Regions from separate parts of the Zea mays genome. Here region 2 is linked to region 1. Evidence: chromatin contacts called from public Hi-C data. All regions are on one chromosome and are shown on one strand. Each heading gives the region's core, a stretch centred on a gene start, on an enhancer-like site or on the middle of the called end of the contact. The rest is flanking DNA. Distances are from core to core; before and after follow the strand shown. Region 1 overlaps LOC103634613 (ABC transporter B family member 25, mitochondrial). Region 2 holds the start of LOC103634614.

The links. Hi-C and Micro-C count contacts between places; a contact is called where the count stands out from the background.
Region 2: a contact with region 1 is called in a Hi-C map of leaf, with 5 times the contacts expected there. The contact joins the promoter of LOC103634614 here to the enhancer-like site in region 1. A contact is called at or near these places in 5 of 25 Hi-C or Micro-C datasets (ear, endosperm, leaf and 2 more) and 1 of 3 datasets of contacts at active chromatin or transcription factors (leaf).

The regions. Positions count from the first base shown.
Region 1 is chr1:54,929,391-54,932,928 of Zm-B73-REFERENCE-NAM-5.0, forward strand. LOC103634613 (ABC transporter B family member 25, mitochondrial) reads left to right here. Exons shown (of 21, transcript XM_008657089.4): 21 at 1-369. The coding sequence ends at 6. Among protein-coding and RNA genes, the nearest start is that of LOC100191594, 32 kb to the left of the region's middle. Within about 2 kb of position 1,716, at least 2 of the 20 cell types and tissues checked have an H3K27ac peak or open chromatin away from gene starts, as enhancers often do. A contact at or near this core is called in endosperm and leaf, where this site is marked.
Region 2 is chr1:55,002,355-55,005,892 of Zm-B73-REFERENCE-NAM-5.0, forward strand. It overlaps LOC103634614, which reads left to right and starts at 1,532. Exons shown (of 9, transcript XM_020546366.3): 1 at 1,532-1,960; 2 at 2,100-2,154; 3 at 2,243-2,306; 4 at 2,397-2,439; 5 at 2,547-2,645; 6 at 2,719-2,787; 7 at 2,875-3,229; 8 at 3,325-3,464. The coding sequence starts at 1,703.

The sequences.
Region 1 (3,538 bases), core at 466-2,965:
GTTTGATTGACCATGTTTACCTTTTCCTTCTGCAAGGGGAAAAGAAGGGAAAACACAATCATAACCGTGAGAGAGAGGGATGGAGCCAACTTGTCTGCCTTGTAATTAGAGGTAGGTTTTTTGGTTCGGGGGGGAGGGGGGGGGGGGGGGGGGGGGGCATAAACGTACAGTTCCATTTTCAAGATAGCCGGGAGGATTTTCCCCCCTTTTGAGATTGTATAGACGATCCCTGCATGTTATGATAACCGTAACGTTTCTGTAGCATAAGGGATAAAGCCCAGTAAGGGCCTGTTTGTTTCGCATGGAATAAAGGGTAGAATAAATCTGGCTTGGATTCCTTTAATAATTACTATAATTTTTGGAGATTTAGAATTAATTCTGGTCTGTTCCAGTAGAAACGAACGGGCCCTAAATATTCAGTTGCCTCAGGCGTACTACCGTTTCAATATAAATGCTCCCATGATTGCTAAAAGAAATCTAAAACCCCATAGGAGCTGGATTGCATCTCTATTGACCTATGAAGATTATTATGCTTGTAATTATTTGATTGTACATAGCAGGAATGAGCTGTGTATACGAACAACTGATGTGCACATGCATTACAGCTGATCGAGAATAGGAATAAAATGAAATCTTAATCAATGTCATAAATCAAGTTCGAAAAATGTAAGTTACGAAGATGAATAGATTAGAGACTGATAATAATATGTGTAGAAGCTCTACCGGTGCCAAAAAAAAACATCAGACTTCCCCAGATCGCTTCAGGGCCTATTAGCAGGTACGTTCGCGCTTGGCTGCTGCTTCCCTTTGTTCAGGAACAGTGGAAGGCCAATGAAGCTGCATATGGGTGTTTTTGCACTGCCTAACATAGTGGTGGGGCATTAAAAAGGAGATAGTGGCAATAACGAACAGTCTAATCAGAGATTTTACTTAGGTTACCCTCGTTCGAGGGCGTCCTATTGTCTGATGATAATAGGCCTCCTTAGCTGACCCAAGACTAGGAGCAAGCATTTGTCAATTTTGCTTGATTTGTGTTCTTTGCTTAACCTTTTTTTTATATGTAATCGTTTAGTTGTGTACTTTGCTTGATCCTTATGAGACTAGTCTTGCATATGATTGTGTTGGCCTTGGTAACCTTTTGATTTTCTAAGTCCATACGTTATAACCATCCTTCCCTGGTAATAAAAAAAACATGTTTAGGCACGACCGCGAAAAAGAAGAATAGTGGACACACGTGGGCTTCACACCACCAAATGCACCACTCAAAAGTCTGATGCTTGAGCATCATTGTTTCTAGGAAATTATGGAAAGAACTGCACGCAAGAATTTTCCAGAAGTGCTTCAGTGGTTGAGCTAGTTGCAACGATCAAGGATGAGATGTTGGATTCGAGCCGGGAACAAAAGTTTTGGAAAGTGCTAGCTTCATTGGCCTAGAATTACTTTGGACAGACACTTTTGTATAGCTTTTCTGTTTTTTTTCTTTAGTGCCTGGTTCTTGGTCTACACTCACCATAGTGGATCGTGTAAAGTAGAAGATTTACACTGTAGATTACATCGTTTGCAGAGTAAAGTTTGAAATAAGGGATGAGATAAGATAGCTGCTGTAGGCAGCCTTAACTCTTATATATAGAGAGGTAAATGAAAGGTCGAGTGAGTTCAATCCAACAACAAACCAACCGTACGAGGAAAGTAAGCGGATCAAGGACCAGCCGCACCAGTCGACCAGGAGTTAAAATCGGCCCGCTCATGTTTAATTGGGTTGAGTTGGCCAACCCATGTAGTGCACAACAATAATTATTTAGTCATTTAAAGTTTAATTCAGTCAGGTCTACTTCAATCATTCAATGTTTACTTTAACTATTTAAGATTTACTTTAACATAGAAAAAAATATTTAGGTATTCAAGATTTACTTCATTCATGGATTTTAAAATTTTATAGAAGAAACATTCAATAATTTAAGGTTTACTTTAACCATTTGTGAATAAACATTCGACGATTCAAGGTGATGAGTCCTGAATAGGAGGTGGCGACTATAACAAATGAGTTGAATAGGAGGTGGCGACTATAACAAATGAGTAGAGGTGCGACGGTGAGGAATTGTGGAATGTTAGGTGGCGTGGGTCAGCATAGTGGTGTTGGCTAATTTGTAATGGCTAGCGGAACGCGTGCACAGCGACACACGAGTGAATCAAGGGGTGAAGCTGATGCACTGGTTGGTTCGAGTTCGAATCATGAGTTGTATATTAAAAAGTATTTGTTTCCCATGTAGGCAAACTAAAAAACACTTACATGCAACAAATTTTCTTGTATACTACCTACAGTTGTTTGCTCATTTTCAGTGTGTGTCTCCGGTTTCTAAAGCACTTAAGAGAAGACATTGTTAGTATTGGTCCATTTAAAATATTTAATAATTATAAAATTCTATATTAAATAAATACTTTATTATCTTTAGTATTGTATAGGTAGTTTATAGGACGGCTATATGCTTTATATGGTGATTCAATCTATGTATATTGAGTTGTTTAGAAAAGGGTCAAGGTATGACACACCCATATGCGTGATAGTCGCCTAGAGAGGAGAGATCGAATAGGCGAAACCTAAAATTCTAACTCAAATAATAAACTTTGAACCGAAGATTATAACTTAAGAGGTTAGAACAAGATAATATTGCTAATGTAAATTTCCAAGACAACAACTTTCTTATGTTGCTAACAAAATTTAGGTGCGAAATAGAGGCTATCAACATAATATAAAAGAGACAAAGCTCAAGAAACAAACAAATCAAATATTTAGATGAGAAAATACAAATGCAAGTAGGGAAGAAGAATGCATAAGAGACACAAGATTACCGAAATTCAATTTTAGAAAGAAACATACATCTCTGTTGAGGGGTTCATAAAGAACCGAGTCTCTTTCAACCCTTTCCTCACTCAAGTGATCACTAAGGTCGAGCTTGAGTCCCTTTCTTTTCTCATTGGTGAGAGCAAACTCTCACAAGGCTCTCCACACAAAGTCAGAGGCTCTTGATTACTCTACAAACTTGGAGCAGCAACTCAACACACTTTTGATCACAAGAATCTCCTCATTTAGCACTAAACTCAGCTCTACACAAGTGCTCTAGCAACTCTATGCTATCTAGCTCTCAAATGGATGTCTATTCTAAGCACGGAACTCAATTTGGAGCACTTGGATGGATTGGATGGCTAGGAGATGATCGCTTTACGTATGACTGATGTTTCTTAGCTCATGTATAGAGTTGTGCCCAATTGGGGTGGTATATATAGGCTCCCCACTTAAAACTAGCCGTTTGAACCCCACTCAACATTCTGCGTGTTCACCAGACATGTCTGGTGGTGGACCTGGCAGGCCCGATCCCATCTCAGTATTAGCAATTGGGTAAAGCTATCAAACCGTTAGTCTGACACACTGTGCCAATCATGTCCGATGTGCCACCAGATACACCACGTCAACTAGTTGTTGGAGCTTCTCGTTAGCCGACCTTGAACATTGTAGATCCGATGTGATGTCTAGTACGCC
Region 2 (3,538 bases), core at 282-2,781, 73 kb after region 1:
TAGGCAGTCGATCAAACCGCATACGGACCCACCAACGTGACCTCACTTATGTAGCTTGCACCAGACCCATAATACGGGCCTTAGAAACAACTACTCCTTCCGTTCATAAATATATAACACTGTTGACTTTTTTAAAAAAGTTTTGACCACTCATATTATTCAAAAAATAATGAGTTATCATTTTTTTATTTGTTTTATCGCTTAAGGTAGTTTGTGCTTAACTTAGAATTTTATATTTTTAAATAAATATTTTGAATTAAAAACGAGTGGTCAAAGTTTTTTTTAAAAAGTCAATGGTGTTATATATTTGTAAATGGAGATAGTATTATGCAAGCGCCCACCTGTCGAACGAGGGACTGACAATCAGTTTTTTGAAGTGCCAACGACACGACCGTTCAACTTCTCTCGGCGTCATCAACTGAACGGCTACACTTTGTCGAATCAGCATTGCATCGATTGATTGGCTACATCTCTGCATCCACCAAAGTCCACATCAATTGGGACTATGATTTGTACCTGGGTAAAGTTCTTCATTTTAATTGTATACAACTATGTTGGTCTCTATTTTGCTCTTGGTTAACGTACTAAATTGACACACGCTTCAACATATTGTCACCAACTTTTGTACTCTCTCCGTCCTAAATTAAAAATTTGTTTTAGATAATTAACAGATTAATACAATACTCGATGTATGTGTTTTATATATGTTTCTAGATTCATTATCATATATTTAAATATATACATAAAAATCAAGAGCTAAAACCAATATTATTTTAGGACGGACGAACTATATCATTTTTTCTGGATTGAAATGCAACTGAAAATGACTAAATTTCTAACCGGCATTGTTGTATCCTTTTCTTACAGCAGATTTTTTTTGTTTTTGTTTCCTTGGACGTGCAAGAGTGTTGTACAGTTATTCCAATTGCACCCAGCAGCAGAAGCCGCATGCCAACCTCAGCAGAATATGTGTGGTAATATACAATACATACATGGCAACTATCAATGCATAGTATCGTTTCATATGCATGGCTGTGGATTACGATGGTTTGGGACCAGCTAAAATCGAGTTGAACCACAGGCCATAAACAGCGGTAATACCTCAGTGGTCAGTGCCCAGCTGCTCATGGGCTGTCGCTCACTATCTCTTACCTTCCAGAATCGAATGGTAGTACCTGCTTAATCTTGCTTACGTACGTATACTTTACATTCTATAATCTACTAGCAGGATTACATTTTGAAGAAGAAAAACTCTACAACATATGGGGGACGAGAGAAGAATAAACTGTAGCGCTTACATGCATGCTCAAAATAGCCTCATAAACCAAATACTATCTGGGATGCTAGTCCAGCTCCTCCCATTTCTGACGTGAATTTCTGGACCGCGTGGAGCTGTCTATTTCTCTTCAGATCCCGTGCCGTTTGTCTCCGGTCCATCACTCCTCACAGCTTGTGCTGCATTGCTCCTGTCTATAATAATCTGTCACACCAAAACTGCAGGCTTTAAAAGGCCCAGACGCATTCCGGGCGCCTCTACAGCCCAATTAAAAACCTCATTTCTTCTCTCCAGGAAAGAGGGATTCTATTTCAGGACGAACGGACACAGATGCATGGATGCACGTGATCAGCTACCAGCTGTAGTAGAATTGAAACCCTCTCTCCTCTACCTCGCGACGTAGTAGTCAGTGCACACAGAAGGTGGATGCAGATAGATGCATTGCATTGTCACCATCGTAGCACCTCCCTCTCTCTCTCCCCTTTTCGTTCCGAGGAAGGAAGCACCACAGGGCCAGCAGAGATGTCTGGAAAAGGGAAGAGGCGAAGCGCTAGATTGTTGAAGCTGGAAGAGCAGAAGAACGACGGCGGCGCCGTCTGCTTCCTTGACCCCTGGCAGATCATCCGGAACAGCATTTCCGGTCCGAGCGCGCGAGGGAAAAGGAAAAGGAATGAAGGAATCCAGGTAAAAAAAAAAAGGAAGAGAGAGAGAAAAAAAACAATCTGCGGCCATTGCTGGCTGCTTTCAACTCTCTTCGAATAATCGTACGTGTGTAGCTTCTTCCTCCGGTTCTCATCTGCCGGCCCGGATGATTTTGAAGCAGCCGCAGGGAGAAGCTTCTTGCAGCCGCCAGGAGCCACTGTATGCAGGAAACAGCAGTGCGGAAACTTTGCTTCTTTGTTATCTCCATCGGTTACTGTTGCATTGCCTGCGTAGACATGCGAGTTTCACATTGTTTTGTTTCAGATAGCTTACCAAGCCAAACCTCGGTAGGACAGATCATCGAGTATATCCTTGACGAGTTGGAGATGTAAGCTTTATTAGGCTCCCTTCTTTTGGCTTGTCCGTCAGGCACCGCGTGGTTTCCTATTATGATGATGCGTCCTTTCGTCTCTTTCAGGAGAGACAGGCATGAGCTGTTTGCAATGCCAGACGACATCCAGGTAAGAAATGGTAGATCTGGAGTATTCGCGTAGAGGGAGAGGCTGTTTTTTAATTGATGCGCCTGTTTCTTGTTTCAAGCGAAAAGACTGACGACATGCTGCTACAGGTGACTGATTATGCAGAGCTGGTGAGCAGGCCCGGTGACTTCGCGACACTGAGACAGAAGAACAGGGATGGCATGTACACGGCACTGGAGCAATTCGAGGTCCGTTTCTTGAACAATTTTACGGTTTTAATTTCCATCCACGATCTTAGCTCACTTCACAATGCGATCGCAGAACGATGTTTACATGGTGTTCCAGAAAGCGATAACGATGAACAGCCAGGACACCGTGCCTTTCAGAGAGGTTAATTTCGTCGCTCGCCTACCTCTTGTTAGCAGGCAAGATGCGAGGAGCCAAAGGCTAGAGACAAGGTCTTCTTGATTTCTGCAGGGCATGGCGCTGCTGGATCAAGCCAAGCTGGTGTTCATGTCCCTGAGGAGCAACCAGATGTTCTCGGAGTCGGAGCTCGCGGCGTGGCGCCAGAGGCACGCGGACCAGATGCAGCAGCCGATCACGCCGGAGGGAAGAGAGGGCGGCGGCAGGGGACCACCACGTCACACGGCTGCTGCGCCGCTGTTGCAGCCGTCCGCCGCCACGCCGAGGAAGAGGAGCGCCGCCGAGACGAAGAAGCAGGAGGACGCCCGCACCGGCGGGAACGCTACGGGGAACCAGAGAGGGAGGCCGCGCGGCGCCAGGGAGACCAAGGCCACGGCGCCCACGCCGCCGGGAAAGAGGGCGAGAAAAGGTGTCAATTTGCCGTAAGCCTGCGCTGTTTCTGAGTTCTAACACTGAAACAAAATGTAGCTGACACGCTGTTCCGATCCATTGGAGACGCAGCAGCAACGGCGGGCTTTAACGGCGGCCGCGGTCTGGTGGCTCGAAGAAGGCTCACTTACAATGACGAAGCTGCTGCCGATCAAGGCTGGCGGGAGATAGCGGCGACGCCGGTCTTCCAAGGCCGGCACGTTACACTCAGAGACGTAAGACCCACTGACCGACCACTGGGGGAGTTCGGGTGGCCAAAAGTCTATTCTGAAGCATTTTTCTGGTGCAA